Regions from separate parts of the Urocitellus parryii genome. Here region 2 is linked to region 1. Evidence: chromatin contacts called from public Hi-C data. All regions are on one chromosome and are shown on one strand. The core of a region is the stretch at or near the end of the contact, and the rest is flanking DNA. Distances in the headings are between cores, read along the strand shown. Region 1 holds the start of Znf131 (zinc finger protein 131). Region 2 holds the start of Tmem267 (transmembrane protein 267).

Region 1 (5,208 bases), core at 1,760-4,259:
TAACACCACTTACTTTTAAAATATTAATGTGAGCCTCAGAAAATATACAAACTACATGGCACAATGCTTGGCACTTGATAGGTTATTAGAAAATGTCAATTACAAAAAAAAAAAATCACTTTTTGTTTCAAGTTAATATCTAACTGATGATTCCTTCCCTCTTGAGACATTCCATAGAATTTTTTCTGAATGCTACCTGAGTTCATCATTCCTAGCCTCTTCCATATCATAGCAGCCCACTTCACCTTGTGCCTGTCATCTACATCACTGTTAGTACATCACTACCTCTGTTAATATAAATATAAAGGCCTCTCCTATAATTTACAGTATCCCCACCTGTCTGAAAGATGGTGATTTAATTTTTATGCATAATTTCAAAAGTCAGTGACTGGTTTCAGCAATGGAAAAGTCTTTTATTGCTCACTAATATCTACTATCTAAAAGTTTTCCTGGAGGATCATGCTACCAAACTATTTATTAGAAGTAAAGATTCTCAAAAATGTCAAAAGAATAATCTATCTAGCTGCTCAATAAGGAATCATTGATGCCTATTCTCCATGATGAAAGGTAAAATAGTCTAAAAGTTAAAGAACCAATTATGTCCACTGAAATATTGCACATAAAACGAAAACGTACCTTCTATCTCCACCAAAGGTTCCTGAGTAAACTCCTGAAAGAATTTGTAGAAGAACTTACTGCAAGCAGCCAAAACAGCCTTATGGGCCTTAAAATGATGTCCTAAGGTGGAAAAAACAAACAAAACATACTTATGCACAAAAAATCAAATGTTAAAATCTGTAAAACATAAAATATAAAAAGTAAAATAGATCTTTTTTGCAACAGAGTATCTGTATAAATTATTGAACTAAGTTAGAATATGGTCAGCTCTCTTGGCAAATTTTAAACTTAAACAAGAAGTCAAATTTTTACTTCAAAGACAATTAAGTTTTTATAAAAGCCCACTTACAATACTAGGTAAGGAATTTTCTAGCTCTTTCTGTGAGCATCAATTATGAAATAAGATGTCTATACTACTCAATGAAATTGCTAAATGAAGAATCCAAAAGATCACACAGCATTTGGAGACAAAAACCGTAAAATAAGTATAAGCACAAAGTTTGATGTGTATGCAATAGCAAACGTTTTAAAAATGCATACTATGTGGAAATTCAATTTCGGTGAACCTATAATAAATAAAGAACAGCTTGCTTTGAAAAGTCTGTTTTCACTAAACAGAAAAGATACTCAAGCTGTGCTTGTCTCCTTTATGACAATTAAGACGGATGAAGCCTTCAACTATTTGTGGGGGACTCCCAAAGAGGATCTCTCACATTCTCCATCCAAAATCATCTGAAAAACCAGAAACCTATACTTCCCAAATGACTCCTGTAGGAGGACTTCTCAAAGCAGCTTACCAACAGGAGACTATCAACCAAACATTTTTAGACATTCTCATCTATTAACCAAAAATTCTGAGATGTAGTCTATATGCCAAACTTCATCATCCTGCACTCTTGCGTGCAATAGAAAACTTTAACAGGATGCAAGAAGTTAAAATGCGATGAATACCAGGCTATACTGAAAGAACAACTGACCAACCAGATTTCTGCAGTACTGTCTATGCAAGCAGACACTGACAAGTGTCGTCCAGTTTCAGTGCACACCATCCAGACTTTGGTAGGGAGCCCAAAAAGAGTAGGGGGAAAAAGGTGGGTGGTGGAAAGGGAGAACTGAAGCCATAAATAAGCTCCTCTGACCACTGTCCTACGCACCATCGACTATTAGTGTGATATCGGTAAATCGATCCTGCTCTCGTTGTTCATTCAATCGGTCCAGAATCATTTTATGATGTTCAGGAAACTCCTGAAGGCATTCCATCGTCTCTTCAGCCTCCATGGCCTTCGGGTTGCTCTACAAAAGAGGAGCATGATAATGTACACCCATGAGCTCGTGCTGGGAAACAAAACCCCTAAAGCACAAAACAACGAAAAAACAAAACCCAGGAACGTGAAAAGAAGGGGGGGGGGGAGGGTGAGGCAAGAGAGGAAGGCGAGGGAAGAAAGAAAGGCGAGCCAAGTAGCCGCCGCGCGTTGCGGGCCGGAGCCGCGGCCGCGGGACTCCCGAGCCTGACCTAATTGGAGTCGGGAGACGCGAGCTGGAGCGGGGTGGGCACAGCGCCGGAGGCTCGGGGCGCCCGGGCGCGCAAGTCCGGCAAGGGAGGGAACCCGACAGCCGTGGCGGCGCTCTAACGGCCCACCAAGCCCTTCTGCCCCGCCCGAGCTCCCGCTGCCCCAGGACCCGGTCCGGCCCGCGGCCCACAACGACTCCCGGGTCGCCTCTCCCTCCCCCGCCCTCCCTCTTCTCCCCCGCCCCGACCCGGCCGGCACTCACTCAGGGAAGGAGGAGCGGCCCGGGCCTGCGCGTCACTTACGTGGACGTACTGCGTCACTGCGTCAGGCTCCGGCTGACGCGTACGCCAACCGAGGAAGGGGCGGGCCACGCCCCTACCGCCCTCTAAGCGTAGGGGCGGAGCCAGCCGGGTTTTGGGAGCTCCCAGCGGCTCTGGCCGCCAGCTGAGAAAAGGAACCTGTCTTGGGCGGATACGGAGCTTGGCTGGGTCGGAGAGAGGAACCTAAATCACCGCCCTTCTGCCTTTTTCTCTTACCCGCGTGACTCCAGGTGCAGATGCTTTCGACCCCGTACTCTGAATACACTTACTAACCAGTCGCACCACGATTATATCCCCTGGCTGCTCCAGCCACGCCCCACCCCGCCCAATTTTCCTCGCGAGCCCAGGTTGGCCTGCCTTACCTAGCTCGCGTTTCTTCTCTCCTCCCCTTCCGTGCTCTCCCCTCCCAGAGCACAGGTTACCCTACACCTTTCCCTGTTCCCAGGCCGCAGCTTTCCCTCCATCATTTTCTTCGCCGGATCCCGGGCGCTCTTTACGCTGGGTCTAGCTGACGCACGTGCGCTCGCCTGCACGCCCTGGTGGAAGCGGCCACGGGAGCGAGCACGTTCAGGCGCCCGGGATCTGTCTCCCCAATGCCCGCCCTCTTCGCGCCGGCCGGTGCACGTGTTTACTAGGATCGGGACCTGGATCTGCGCTGAATTACTCTCGTGATTTTCTCATTACAGATCTTCTCACCCCGCACCTCTGCTCATTAAAGAGGCCTGTGACTCAGTTAACCATACACATGCAACTGGCCCATTCATCCTAAGAAAGGCTTTTTGAGGAAAATGCAATAGTTGAAGTTCAATTTTTTTCTCTTAAGGAGTTTGAGAATGAGGATTAGGAGAGAACTCAAATAGCTATGTGCAATAGTGGGTATAATTATTATTGCAACGGACATGTTTTAAGAGTCAACACTGTGCTAGACGCTGTTCAAGGAACTGGGAAATCCGGCGGTGTGCAAGGTACACATGGTTTCTACATTCTGAATCTTAGCCTGGTAGAGTAAATAAACATTTATTGTCTGAGTATTGATTGCTAAGTATTATGACATGTGAAGAACAAGGTAATGGGGGGTGGAGGTAGAGGAGAGGCAGTGGCCTGTAAGAAGTGATATGCAAAGGGGCCTCGTTCATAGCATTCCTGCACTGAAAGACTTGCTGGGAAAGACTTCCAGGGGTCTTGTAAACAGTGTGAAATATGTTAGATTTTCTTATCATTTCAATGGAAAGCTTCGAAAGTCAAGCTGGCAAAGAGAGACAATTTCAAGGAGACAGACTGAGTAGGGATGATGGATGTCAAAAAGGCATTTGGATGAGGGTGGGGCTGTGGCTAAGTGGTAGAGAGCACTCGCCTAGCATGTGCGAAGAGCTGGGTTTGAACCTCAGCGCCACCTAAAGTAAATAAATGAATAAAATAAACGTGTCCAACTACAACTAAAAACTTTTTTTAAAAAAAGGCATCTGGGTATATGAATATATAGACTCAAAGGAAAGAGTTAACAAAGAAGATTTTGAAATTTTCAGCATAAAATAAATATTGACATGGGAGTAGATGATATTGCTTAAGGAGAATCTGCTGAAGTGTTAGGCTAGCTACAGGTTGAATCAGTCTACTGGAGTTTTTAAAATATTGTCATTATTAATCACAGTATTTCTTAAGATGAAGAAATTATGCATAAAAATAGACTTTGGGGAAATTGCAGTATGTAGGGCTGCTGCCCTGCATAATTAGATTGAGCCAAATGAAAAACACCTCTCCTTATGGGATTTGAGCTCTCCAGTTCACCACAGTTCCCACCACTGTATAATGTCTGGGACTCAGCTCATAGTATTCATTTTTTGGAGGTGGGGGATTGAACTCAGGGGCACTAGGTCACTCAGCCACATCCCCAGCCCTGTTTTGTACTTTATTTAGAGACAGAGTCTCACTGAGTTGCTTAACACCTTGCTTTTTGCTGAGGCTGGCTTTGAACTCTTGGTCCTTCTGCCTCAGCCTCCCAAGCTACTGAGATTACAGGTGTGTGCTATGTCATCCAGCTTCATTTTTGATACTTGCCCATTTTCTAAGATATTTGTGTTGGGAACTCTTGGTTGTACAGCATCCAAAAGGAAGGTATAGGATTTTACTCCTTTAGAAGTATCAATATCTATGGATGAAATAGAAAAGGAAAAAAACTTTGAAGACTAAGTGTTGCAACTGAAGAAACGTGGAAAGCCAGAGGAGGATGTCATCAAGAAGGCCAACAAGTGTTTCAAAATGGGAGGCCAAGTATTCAGTAGTACCAAGTGCTGCAGAGTGGCCAAACTAAATAAAGATTGGGGAACGGTGGGGTAAATGTATTTAATATCTTAGACATCTTTGGTAGAAGACTTAGCAATAACAAATTTAGTGGAGTTTTTGAGGGTTTCAGGGGATAGTCTGTATCCAATAGGTTAAGGAATAATTAGGGAAAGAAAAGGAATGGTAATTATAGAACTCTTATTTAATACTGGATTGGAAATTCCAAATAAGTGGGATCGTTGATCATTCCTGTGGAGCTAGGAAAGAAGACAGAACAGGGCCCAGATAGCAAAAAATCACAAAAAATAGCAGTCTAAGCAGGAGATAGATAACACGTGAGGCCCAGATTTTTTTTTTTTTTTCACCAGTGTTCTCCCTGGTGGCTGCTGAATCTTGTGTCTAAGTTGCAGTCTCATCCCATCTTGGCATAATAATGTGACATGCAAAAAAAACCATCCAGGTATGAAGATGGTTGC
Region 2 (5,208 bases), core at 1,933-4,432, 230 kb before region 1:
CTTTATTGAGTCAGCAAATATTTAAGATGTTTTCTTATTTATGGAAGGTACATCATGTTAACACTTTTCTTTGGATTTAACTTTAACAAGGAACAGTGAACTAGGGTAAAGGTGTTCTTTGGGGACTTTATCACTTATATTATTCTAAATTATTAAAATTATTAAGTACCTACTTCTGACTTCTTTTATGAAACCTTCTGTACATTCTCACCCCACTTATTTAAACTTGTTTTCTCTTGTGGTTTTTTGAATGTTACTGAAATAATAAAGTAGTTCTGGAACAGAGGAAAGGCCTTTTTTTAGTTTAGATTTCTTTTACTTAGAAAATAAAAGACACTACACAGATTGCTTATAATCCTGTCATTGCTATTCTTGTTCCATTTTTATAACACTTAAGAACATGAAATGTTACTGAGATTTTCATTAATTTCCTCCGTATCACCAAGCCTCAATACAAACACACATGTAAATATTCCCTCTCCTTTATAATGTGTTTCATCATGTATAAGGGGGTAGTTCTAATTTCTGAAGTCCCTACTTTATTATGAATCCAAGTAATCTTATTGAGAAATAATATTTTGATACGAAAGCCAGGCTTTCTGAAAATAAAAATATTTATGTAATTTTTAAAATGTGGGGAAAAGCTCCTTAATTAAGTAACTCAGTGCTACTGGAGAATAGTGGTATCCTAAACCAGATTTCTAACAAGAAAAATGAACAGTCTTCTGATTATTATAAACCAAGATCTTCAGAAACCTTGCTAGAAGAATTTAATGAAAAGAAAGTATCAGTAGCATTGGAAAAAACTTCCAAAATTCTTCAGGATATTGATTGTCTTTTATCAAACTCTAAAAAGTGAAAAATGGAATTATTATTAAATCTTGAGGATGTTGTTTCAAATGACTGGTACAAAATTATTAGTAAGCCAAGAAATTGCATGTATTACTTCTACATGACTATGAGAATTGACAATTAACTTTGGTTGTATTTTACCTAACTTGTAAAATTTTTAAATACATACAATAAATTTTATTAATAAAGAACTATTTTGAACTCTCTCATTTAATGTCAGATTTATGAAACTTCTGTAAAATTATGAATTTTTTGCTGTTTTTAATCTTGTGTCATATTCACTATTTTTTGTATCCAGTAACTCCTATTTACTTTCTACTCCCAAAGAACTATTAAAAGATAACTAAATCTAAACAAAACAAAACAACAAGCAAGCAAGCCTAGGCAATATTGCAAGCTAAGGATCAAGTACTTCAGCCAAGACTGTTTTATTTAAACTGTCTCATGAATTGGATTTCATTTCTTTTGAACATACAGAAAGATTTATGCTGCAAAATGTGTGGAATTAACAGAAATGTCCTCACCAAAAGTACTTATTGTAGCCTTGCCTATGGAAAGAACAAAAACTCATATCTAAAAAGAATGTAAGATTATACTACCAGACAACCAGAAATGTTCTAATTTTCTATTTAAAAAGATCAGGCTGGGGCTGGGAATATAGCTCAGTTGGTAAAATGCTTGCATCGAATGCACAAGGCCCCGAGTTCGATTCAAAAATAAAATAATAGCACCACAAATAAATAAATAATCAGATTCCTCATATCTAAAGTTAAGATAAAGCAACAAAGGAAAACAATGAAGAGAAAAGAATTACTAGATTTGTAGTGATCATGTCAATGAGTTGAAGGGGCACAAGGTTCTCTTTTTAGCTCCTCACTCTGGGCTTCTTCATATTTTAGATATTAGCAAAAATATTTCTTCAAAGAAACCTCCCTAACTACTTGACAGGTTACTCTTCTCTCAACTCTAATATCCACCCTGTTTACTTCCTGTAAGTGCCTACCACAATCTGCCCAGCTTGTTTGCTTCATTATGGCCAATATCCACTACTAGAATATCCTCCATAAAGTAATTTTGTAGCCTTGTTACCATAGTGCCTGGCACACACAGCACTCAGTATATGTTGTGTAAATGGATCAGTGTCTTTAGGTAGTAAATTGACTAGAGACAGAAAACCAACAATTTGTTCTGCTTTGGTTCACAGGAGGTCATCTATGTTGTCCCTCAGCTCCAGAAACCCAAGACTATTATGAAACAACTGTATTCAGACAGAAAGTGTGCCTTTACCATGGCTAAAAGCACTCAAATTATAGACTGTGACAAGCAATGAAAAGTTCTGTGGTTGAGAAACTGAGATTCTGTGGACAGCCTAGGAATTTGCTTGAGATTAAACATTCCTTCAACTAAGTTATTTATTCCACTGCTGCCCTTCCTTTCCATTTGACACTTGTTTTGAGAAACGCTAAGAAAGGTGAAAAAATGTCCCTCTGTAAGAGGCGTTTTATTTGGGGCTGGTCCTTTTTCTAAGGTAGATGTTTCCGTGATGAAGGCAGTACCCAAAACTGCGAAGCAGGGAGATGGGAAGCACCTGGTCGCAGTCCCTGCAAACAAACTGGTGAATCCAGTTAGTTTCAAGCAGCCCTGTTTGCAGTTTTTTTTTTTTTTCCCCTAAACATTTTAGTAGTCATGCTTAAGTGTTCTAGCTACGTCACTGTCCAAAAGTCTAGCTTCCAACATCCACCAGCATAGTAGCAAAGATTTATCGACAACACCCCAAGGTGGCGGTAAAGCGCTACTGAGGAACGTCAGGTCTGAGCAGGCTTGGGATCCCACCGCCTCTTGAAAAACTCCACGACAACCCAGAAGGACCAATGAAAGAAGCTGGAAGTATCTCTACACCTTCGAGACCCACAACGGACTGCGCGTCCCACATTAGGTGAAGCCACTTCTCGGTCCCCAGCTTCCCAGCCTCCACTTGGGTGCGTCGTGGGGAGGTTAGCGGTTAAGACTTGAAACCACTTAAGCGGAGAAACGAATCCTGAGGTTTGACAGAAGGAAACCAAGAACGCACTTTCCACCTCCTACCCTGTCGTCCAAAGGTCTCTTTTAGGGAGGTTTGTGGTTTGTTCAAGGCACCCACAGGCTCAACCATCGTGCACCGGAGTATCGCTTCCTCTCAGCTCCGAAAAGGGCCGGTTTCCCGGCGTCCTCTGGGCGGACGTTGAAGCTAGGGCTGCTCTGGCCCGCAACCGGCGTCTCAATGGTGCCGACCCAGGGGTGGGGCCGCTGCGCGCTGCAGCTGCGAGAACTGAGGGTGGGTATAGCTGCTGCTAGGGGTCGGACGGGAGGGGACAGAATGGACGCGAAACTGCGCACTGAGGGAAGCCAGAGGCTGGGCCCGTCCGACGCTGAAACCTGGCAGGTCCTGGCTGAAGGGGCGGGGAGGGAAGGCACTCCGGGTGTGCCTGACTGCGGGCCGGCGCTGTCTGGTGGCCCAGTGGTCTGCGCGGAGCCCCAACTCTTCCCTCTGGCTTTGGCACCTTCTGGATCCCGTAGACACCCAACCTTTCCAGGACTCTGCGCCCTTGGCGTTGGCCTGGCCCTGGGCAGGGTGCGGGAGTCTTGCAGAAGGAGCCCACTACCTTCTTTAACAGGTAGAAGAGACCTTCGAGCCCTGGGTTCAGTGATGTTTGATATGGTCCCTTCCAAGAGACCCCAGGACTTCCTATCCCATTTTTTAAATTGATATTCTAAAAATCATTGCATCACACCAACCTCAGAAAAACATGACTGGGAATTTGCTGAACATGTTGAAATTAAGAACTGTATGTTTTATTTGTAGCGATCATAGAAACTAAAAATTTTATGTGCCGAGATCTCATGGCTATAAAGTTTCAGTAAATGTGAGCAAGATTTCTGCTTTCTCCCTTTACCAATTATGTGCATTAGATTTGGCACCTGCTTTTGGTGTTTTAGCATTAAAGAAATGAAGTTTCACAGCAACTGCAGGTTAGTGAAGAGGACTTATTTGTAAAGCGTGATAAAGGAAGTTTTTTGGATTTTTGACTACTTTTACCTTTTGTAAATTTATGATATTGGTGGGACTCAGGAAGATTGAATCAGAAGATGAGATTTACTTTGAATTTTTTTCTTATTTGTTTGGGCAGAAATAATGTTTAAGAGATGAGTAGCAAACAAAACACGATAGCATATACTTCAAGAGACCAACTAATTATGTGTTTGTAGAGTTAAGGAGGGGGGGGGTACTATTCTGTCCTTTGAATGCCCAGTAGTTAATGGCATTTGCTGTAATGGGACTGTTGTTGGGCCACTGGAGAAAGTGTCTTCTGCAAGTTACAGAGAAGAATTTATGGTATGGGTGTCTGGCTATTGTAGTAAAGAGATCAATCTAAATATCTTTGTAGGCAGAGGATTAATTGGGGATGTAGCTCAATGGTAGAGCGCTTACCTGGTAGGCATAAGCCCCTGGGTTCAATTCCCCAGCACCACATTCACACCCTGTTGCAGAAATCTGGAAGGAATACTCACAACCTAAGGATTGCTTATGTGTTCACCTCTTGTATTAGTATAATGAAACATTTGTTCAACAACTTAAGCACATCAGATTTTATGCATGACAAGTTTAAAAGAAAATTATAATTGTTGCTCTTCAGGGACATTCCCAACAAAAGTGAAGGAGTAAAATAAACATAAAGATTCGAAGTTTAGGAAGTTCAGGGGTTCATTTTATTTGTAGTGGGATGAGTAGAAAGTGGAAATGAAAGAAAACGGATTAAGAAAAATGAGCACACTTAGGTTCTATATTAGTTTTTCTTTGCTGTAACAAAATCCTTCAGGTAGCTAACTTTAGGAAGAAAAGAGATTTATTTTACTTACAGTTTCAGAGGTTCAAGAATTTGGTGTCTGTTATCTACTCAGTTCTGGTGAGAGGCCTCTTGGCTGCATCCATTCCTGGCAGATGCAGCACCGAGTAGGAGCAAGCAATCAGGATATAGGAAGCCAGAGAGCTGGGGTGGGGCCAGCTGAGGTTTTTATTAACAACCCTTTCAGGGAAACTACCAAAGATTCTACAAGAACTACTTTAATCCCTTTCAAGAGCTGGGCCTGCAAACACCTAAGGATCTCCCATGAGGTCCCATCTCTTAAAGATCCAACCACCTCCTTAATATCCTCACCTTGGGAACCATGCCTCCCAACACATCAGCCTTTGGGGAACGTTCACCCCTTTATAGACTGTAGCAACGTTCTAATCAGAAACAATAAATAGAGGAATTATAATAATTACATCCAGCTTTCTCATATTTAGAATCTAAGCCAGAGATGTTAAATATATGC

What was found. Hi-C and Micro-C count contacts between places; a contact is called where the count stands out from the background.
Region 2: a contact with region 1 is called in a Hi-C map of muscle, with 2.8 times the contacts expected there. The contact joins the promoter of Tmem267 here to the promoter of Znf131 in region 1. A contact is called at or near these places in 2 of 2 Hi-C or Micro-C datasets (liver and muscle).

What each region holds. Positions count from the first base shown.
Region 1 is chr1:36,411,736-36,416,943 of mUroPar1.hap1, reverse strand. It overlaps Znf131 (zinc finger protein 131), which reads right to left and starts at 3,009. Exons shown (of 7, transcript XM_026393611.2): 1 at 2,812-3,009; 2 at 1,773-1,911; 3 at 637-738. The coding sequence starts at 1,896. It also overlaps the pseudogene LOC113186211.
Region 2 is chr1:36,637,180-36,642,387 of mUroPar1.hap1, reverse strand. It overlaps Tmem267 (transmembrane protein 267), which reads left to right and starts at 3,182. Exons shown (of 6, transcript XM_077800217.1): 1 at 3,182-3,506. It overlaps C1H5orf34 (chromosome 1 C5orf34 homolog), which reads left to right. Exons shown (of 13, transcript XM_026393600.2): 13 at 666-2,050. The coding sequence ends at 859.